2 separate regions of the Sus scrofa genome follow, and region 1 is linked to region 2. The links are chromatin contacts, called in public Hi-C maps. All regions are on one chromosome and are shown on one strand. Each heading gives the region's core, a stretch centred on a gene start, on an enhancer-like site or on the middle of the called end of the contact. The rest is flanking DNA. Distances are from core to core; before and after follow the strand shown.

Region 1 (3,734 bases), core at 1,030-3,529, 96 kb before region 2:
GGGGTTGCCATTCCCATGAGGTGAGAGGTTTAGGCATCAGAGTTCCCGTTGTGGCTCAGTGGTTAATGAATCCGACTAGGAACGATGAGGTTGCGGGTTTGGTCCCTGGCCTTGCTCAGTGGGTTAAAGACCTGGCGTTGCCGTGAGCTGTGGTGCAGATTGCAGACGTGGCTCGGATCCCGCATTGCTGTGGCTGTGGCGTAGGCCGGCGGCTGTGGCTCCGATTGGACCCCTAGCCTGGGAACCTCCACATGCTGCAAGAGCAGCCCAGGAAATGGCGAAAAGACCAAAAAAAAAAAAAAAAAAAGGTTTAGGCATCAAAAAGGCCATAGGTCTTAAAATGCCAAGAAATTATACTTTATGATTTGGTTGTGACATTCTCACACCCTACAGCAGGCAGAGCAGAAAAAGAGGATGAGGCACCCCCCACTTCCCACCCAACTTGCTTGTCTTTGTGGTTAGCACAGAAGGAGCTGTACATAGCAGTAAGCATAACTCAATTGGATACAGGTAATAGGAAAGTAGGAGAATGCAGTTCAGGAAAATAAGGAACATGGACATTATTGTGGTTACCTAAAAGGCTACAAAGGAAATGGTCTCAACATTCATTTATGGATACCAGAAAAGTATGACATCTGGAATTCATTTCAGGAAGAGGGCGCCAGGTCCTCAATGCCTCTGTCTTTGCCTTCATGTAGGGAGCATCCAGGCTTGCCAATGCCCTGCACAACTCAGTTCCCACTCCATCTGAAGCAGAATGCTGGACCACTGGTGTTATTTGGTCAGCGTCCCAGCTTTGGCTGAACCCCAGTGGCTCCTGTTGCCACCTGCCCTCCCTCCTTGAAAAAACATCCAGAACTTCTGTTGGACAGTGTTTTTCTTAAATGCATTTTTTTTTTTTTTTTGTCTTTTGTCTTTTGTCTTTTTGTTGTTGTTGTTGTTGCTATTTCTTGGGCCGCTCCCGCGGCATATGGAGATTCCCAGGCTAGGGGTTGAATCGGAGCTCTAGCCACCGGCCTACGCCAGAGCCACAGCAACGCGGGATCCGAGCCGCGTCTGCAACCTACACCACAGCTCACGGCAACGCTGGATCGTTAATCCACTGAGCAAGGGCAGGGATCGAACCTGCAACCTCATGGTTCCTAGTCGGATTCGTTAACCACTGCGCCACGACGGGAACTCCCATGGACAGTGTTTTTCTGTAATATCTTAAGGAGATTGATAAGATAGTCCCTAAGGATGACTGGATGAATAGATGAACCCATGTTCTTGGGTATAGATGAAACCTTTCATTGGGTGTGGAATCTCTAAGAGAATGAGAGGTGGGCCTGCCCTGAGCAGACCAGAAAATGCACATTCTACTTTTCTGGGAGGAAGTTGGAGGGTGCAGGAGTGTTAACAGGATAAGGAGAAACCACCAGCAATGATGTTGCTCTTGTCTCTGCATGTCTACCTGGAGGTTACTGGGAGCACAGAGCATGCCAAGGCTTTGGCACTTGACCAGTGGTATGTCCTCCCATCTTACTTGGCCATAATCTGAGTTGAATTTAACTCTGAGGCATTGGTGTCTCAGTTATGGAAAAGTCTTGTTTCTCCCTCTTAATATGTACCAGCTTTGAGGCAAGGAGTGTTCCTGTGCACCTGAGCACATGCATTTCTGCCGGAAACCCCCTCTGACCACCACAGGCTGGGTCCCCCATCTTTGCGGCCTCGTTCATCAGGGAGTTTCTTCCTAAGCCCTGACTCCTGCAGGCCTCCCTGGGAAGTTCAAACCAACCACAGAGGAGACCTCCAGGGCGTTTTTGTCCTCTTACACCAGCGAGTGTCAGTGCTCAATGCCATGTCAGGCCCACAACATCACATACGCAGGCATCGGCCTCCATGGCGCCCCCAACCAGCCGCAGTATTGAGTCATCGTTTGGCATTGCCTCCTTGCTGCCACCTCACTCCCTCCCAGGAGCGAGAAAATGCAGACCACACTTTTCAGGGAAGAGGGAAGCGCGTCCTAACTGGGGAACAGAGAAACTACCAGGGGCATTTCCTGTAACTGGTGGTCTTTTCTGCTTCTACACTTGATGGGTCGGCTTTTGCCTTAGGGAATGTGTATCTCCGCCTGATGATAATCCAGCTCGGGAAGAAAAACTCCAGTGTGGGCCCGGGTCCAAGGCGCAGAGATAGTGAGTTCCGCACGGGCGCGGCATCCCGGGTCACAGTCTTCCTAGTAACCTCGGCGCGCGCAGGCTCGCCGGCGGTTGTCCGGGCGACGGCGCGGCGAGATCGGCCCCTCCCATTGGCGCGTGCGCCACTTGGGCGCTATGGCTGCAGCTGCGGCGGCCGCAGGCCCGCGGCGGGAGGACTCGAGTCCGCAGTGGACGCCACCCCCGCGCGAGCCGGTCGGAGCAGCGGCCGGGCTGGGCGACTGCGAGGATGCACCGGTCCGGCCGCTGGGTAAGCCCCGCGGCATCTGCTCGCGCGCCTACTTTCTGGTGCTGATGGTGTTCGTGCATCTGTACCTGGGCAACGTGCTAGCGCTGCTGCTCTTCGTACACTACAGCAACGGTGACGAGAGCAGCGACCCTGGGCCCCAGCGCCGCACCCAGAGCCCCGGACCTGCGCCAACCTTGGCTCCCCTCACCCGGCTCGAGGGCATCAAGGTGAGGCTTCTTGCCGCCGCCGCGCGCTACAGGCCCTGCACCGCCTAGCCCGTGACGGCTGGCGCTGTGCCCGGGGCTCTATACTGCACCTGCGCCACTCGGGTCGTGCTGCGCGCACCCCTTTACTCGCTGGCCCACCCCCGGGCTCCAGGCCGGGGCGCCTTTTCCCTCCTTCGGCCCTTGCGGCCTGGCTCCCCAGCTTTCCGCTGTGCCGCTTTCCCTTAGGTGGGTCATGAGCGCAAGGTCCAGCTGGTTGCCGACAGGGATCACTTCATCCGAACCCTCAGCCTCAAGCCGCTGCTCTTCGGTAAGTCCCCTTGGGCGCCCCTGGGAAGGTCCAGAGCCTTCGATTCGGTAGCTGCCTTGAGGCTCATTTGAGCACGTGACTTATGTTTTGAAAATGGCTGCTTCAAAGTAGCCCTTTTTTTTCCACTCAGGTTGCCCACTTCCTGCCCCTGTTACCTCCACAATAGAGTGACAGGGTGACCTTTCCACACTCCCCTCTGTGACTCCAACTCTCTGATCCTTCCATCACAGGGCTGGGCATTGTGAGGGAGAACTAGTGTCTAAACATTTCATTGAAACTGCCTTTGGATACTCGCTGCCATGGTTAATTCTGTCACATTTTAGATTAGGGGGAGGGGCAGAGAGACTGCTAACCAGGTCCTAGCTGATTGCCTGGCCTCTGAAGGGAAGTCCTCCCAAAGTGGGCCCTGTGGTCTGATAAGAAATAGGCTATTCAAGTGTGGATAAGCTGGTGCCTGCAAACCCGCCCCACAAGGGCACCAGCCTTTGCTGCCATCACTCCAGGATTCCTCTTAGGATGGATTTTCATGTTCAGCCATTACAGTAGGTCACCTTCCAGGGTGACCTCATTTGGAACCAGATTCATAGCTCACATTTTCTGAGCTCTTGTTATATGCTAGCCTGCATGTGATCACTTCATTTAAATCTCACAACTCCTCTACGAGGTGAGTGTAGATCCCGCTGTCAGGCTAGTTGGTGAGAAAGTGAGGCACAGAGAGCTGAGGTTGCTTGGCCAGCCTCACACAGCTAGTTCAGGGCAAAGCTAGGATTTGA
Region 2 (3,706 bases), core at 1,021-3,520:
ACATCCTTTGCTGTCACTCGGTCTTTTTCTTCTAGCCGAGCCTTTGCCACCTGAGAGAAGTTCAGAAGTTGGGTCAGGGTGTCTCCGAGGCAGGGTCTGGGACTCACTGGTCACTGGGGTCAGATACTTCCTTCCCCAGCCTGAGGTCTTACCCTTCCCCACCTCATCCCCAGGGACCCAAGACCACGCTCAGTCCTACCTTGGGCTTCTTCTCCAGATCACTCTCTGTTTTGGGACCCAGGAGGTGGAGGACCTGAGCAGAGACCAGAGTCAGGACTGGGATAGGAGCCTGTGACTAACCCTACCACCTCCCTAAGGACTTTCTGGCCTATTTACCAGCTCCACTTTGGAAAAAACTACCTAACTCATCCCACCTCTGCTCCTCACATGGTTCTACTGGCCTCAAATGTTCTTTCCCTCCTGAAAGTCCATACTGGACTCAAGTAAGAAAAACACCACTTATAGAGAGGAACTGTGGGCCTGGCATCCAGATAAGCCATCTACCTCAGTCATCACCCTCTTGTTATTCTCTGCCAACATCTTGAGATGGAGGCCCCATCACCATTATTTACAAGATGAGGAACCTGAGGTTCAGAGTAAAGCAACTCACCCCAAACTAGACACAACCCAGAGAGCCAAGTCTTTCACTGCCCACCCAAGTGCTGCCCCCTCTACCCCAGGCTCTACTATCCACTATCAGAAAAGGAATAGGCTCTCTTCCCTTCTCACTCCCATTTATCTCTCAGTGGATGCTAGACACTGTCTCTAGAAGGGCCTCCACCTGCTTCAGCTCAAGGAAGCACCCACCTGCATGTCTACTTCATGCTTGATCATTTTGCCATCTGCCCACTTGAGCGCAGCCCGAGCCTCTCCTAGAAACATGGGCATAAGAAGCTGCTGAAAGGAAAAGGAGGACACTTCCCACCCTGTTTCTCAAGAAAAGGACCTGGCTGACCTCAGAAACTAGAGCCTGGGCCCAGCCAGACCTCTTTTAAGATGCTCCGACTCTCCCTTCCACCTCCCTCTCACTCATGCCCAGAAGAGAAGGCATGACCAGTGATAACAACATAGTCTGTAGTCCCCTGCCCCAGGTCCTGCTCACCCATCAGCAGCCCCATGTTGAAGTGGTAACGCTCTACAAGGAGCTTGGATCGGTGATGATTTATGGCAGCCTCCACCTACAGAAAGCCAAACCATGAGCTTCAGACATGCTCTAGGGACTGATCCCCTCACCCTGGGACTTTCTGGTTGGTAAAGCAGGGCCACTCCTTTCCAGTATTAAGTACTGAAAGCCACTCCTTAGAATTAAGGAGGCAGCTGACACCTAAGAAAAGACTCACAGCCTCCTCAATCTGCTCTGGAGTCACAATGACGCCCACACCACATTCCTGCTCAAAGTCCATGGTGTTGATTGGGTCCAGGGGATGACTTCGCACATACTCAAGGGCAGCTGAAAAAGGAAAGCCAAGGAGTTTGTGGCATCTCAGCTCCAAGAAGTAGGAAGACAGGGCCCTAATCCTATCCATGAAACCCCAATTAGTTTGACTTCCTGGAAAAGTAAGTCTTGCACTTCACTAGAGAAGCCCTAAGGCCACAGGAAAGAAGCATGTGTTGTGAGGGAAACTCCCTCAGACCTACACAGTTCTCCAGTGGGTCTCACCCAGAGGTGGCCCTCTCCGTCAGTGCCAGGGCCTAAGTTTAGAGAAGAATGCAGAACTAGTAATCTAGAGTGACACTGTGGGTCTTGTCAGAATGGTTAGATAGGGATCTTGGCTGAGAGGAGGAGCTGGAGGTGGAAGCAAGACAGGCAAGGGTCTCACCGCTCAGCTGAGTCTCAGTATGGATCTTCCTACTAGCTATGTAGCTCACGAGGAAAGACAGTCGACGAGGATCCCGCAGTCGCGAGGCCAAGCCATAGAGCAGGGTCCCGGTAGCTTTGTCGATGGTGGAGCCCAGAGTCTGCTGTGCCTAGGGTCAGAGGGGTCAGGAGATAAGCCTCACTTCCAGTAAGAAAAGCAAGAGTGAGACAAGATGGGTGGGTCGGGGTCTGGACCCGGCCCGGAGTTGCCTTGGGGCACAGTCGGCAGCCGGGGCCAAGGACGTAGGTTTGCACCTGGGTCGCCGCCTCGCGCAGCTGCGCGCTCAGAGCCGTGTTCTTGAGCGTCTCTCGCGCTTTGTGCTCGCTCAGGCCGAGGCCGGTGAAGAGCGACAAGGAGTCTAGAGCCGCCATTGCTGGGACGCCGGAAGCCAAAAAGAAACTTTGGGGCCAATCTGCCCCGGAGTTAGCTCACTGACCAATAGGAGTGAGATGCCGTCAGCGAAAGCCAATGGTATCCTTCCTTGGAGGGAAGGGGCGGGGATCTCCAGGATCGTCAGTGACATTTAAAGGGCAGAGGGCGGCCTCTCCCGCCGCTTTACTTCCGTCTTCGTGCTTCAGGTCTCTAAAAGGGATAGTGAGCGGCGGTACTTTAGAGGTGATTTGTTCCAAACCTGGAGCGAAGGTGTTCAGCACCAGGGCAGGAGGCAGACATAATCATGGTAATTTTACTCTTCATCTTTTCTCCTTCAGCCCCGGAAAACTTGGGACCATCCCAGTTTTGTTTTTGGAAACAAATGTCAATGTAGGTCGTGTTTCTGACGTCACACTTTGGAGTTGTCACGGAAACAGCTGAACAAAATGAAGCCCGGGAAATCCGGTCAAGACTCCAGAACAGACGTCTGAAATGGCACATGGATGCGCCCCAAAAGTCTTGGCACTTTTCCAGCTCCACCTGCACGCGCGCACGCACACACACACACACACACCCACACACACACACCCCTAACCAGGAAAGGGAAGGTTTGGGGCCAGGAAGGACCTTGCATGACTTCTGTGATGATTTGGCTTAAAATCTCCTGCCATACTTACTTTTTTTTTTTTTTTGGTCTGTTTTAGGATCGCACCCGCGGCATACGGAGGTTCCCAGGCTAGGGGTCAAATCGGAGCTGTATCTGCGTGTACGCCAAAGCCACTGCAACGTGGGATCCGAGCCACATCTGCAATCTACACCACAGCTCACAGCAAGGCCAGATCCTTAACCCGCTGAGCTGGGTCAGGGCTTGAGCCCATGTCCTCATGAATGCTAGTCGGGTTCGTTAACCACTGAGCCACTATGGGAACCCCCATACTTACTCTTCTTACCGAAGCATGCAAATATAGGAAAACCACAAGCAGATTAGACCTTAAAATCCATATGCAAGTACTTGACAGGATATTTTATTCAATAGTGTGGGACAGAGAAGGTAGAATAGTTATGATGATATGCTTGGGGATCTCCCTAGTCTCTCTTTGGCCCTTAAGGGCCTGCTGGGTGGGAATCATCAGGCTAAAACTGAATGTACAACCTGTGTTTTTGTTTTTATTTTTTTTTTTTAGGGCTGCACCCATGCCATATGTAATTTCCCAGGCTAGGGGTGGAATCAGAGCTGTAGATGCTGGCCTACGCCACGGCCACAGCCACAACGATCCCAGCCACCTGGGATCGTAGGTGCATCTGCAACCCACACCACAGCCCATGGTAACGCTGGATCCTTAACCAACTGAGCTGGGCCGGGGGTCAAACCCACATCCTCATGGATAAGTCAGGCTCATTACCAATGAGCCACAATGAGAAGTCCCCAATCTATTTTCTTATAGAACTGGAGCTGTTGATGGTGGGATGGTAAG

The links. Hi-C and Micro-C count contacts between places; a contact is called where the count stands out from the background.
Region 1: a Hi-C map of liver shows a contact between it and region 2, with 4 times the contacts expected there. The contact joins the promoter of P4HTM here to the promoter of QARS in region 2. A contact is called at or near these places in 1 of 47 Hi-C or Micro-C datasets (liver) and 1 of 2 datasets of contacts at active chromatin or transcription factors (alveolar macrophages).

Annotation. Positions count from the first base shown.
Region 1 is chr13:31,624,951-31,628,684 of Sscrofa11.1, forward strand. It overlaps P4HTM (transmembrane prolyl 4-hydroxylase), which reads left to right and starts at 2,280. Exons shown (of 9, transcript XM_003132198.4): 1 at 2,280-2,654; 2 at 2,880-2,961. The coding sequence starts at 2,316.
Region 2 is chr13:31,720,930-31,724,635 of Sscrofa11.1, forward strand. QARS (glutamine--tRNA ligase) reads right to left here and starts at 2,271. Exons shown (of 24, transcript XM_021070652.1): 1 at 2,114-2,271; 2 at 1,821-1,968; 3 at 1,341-1,450; 4 at 1,103-1,178; 5 at 808-872; 6 at 200-253; 7 at 1-50. The coding sequence starts at 2,230.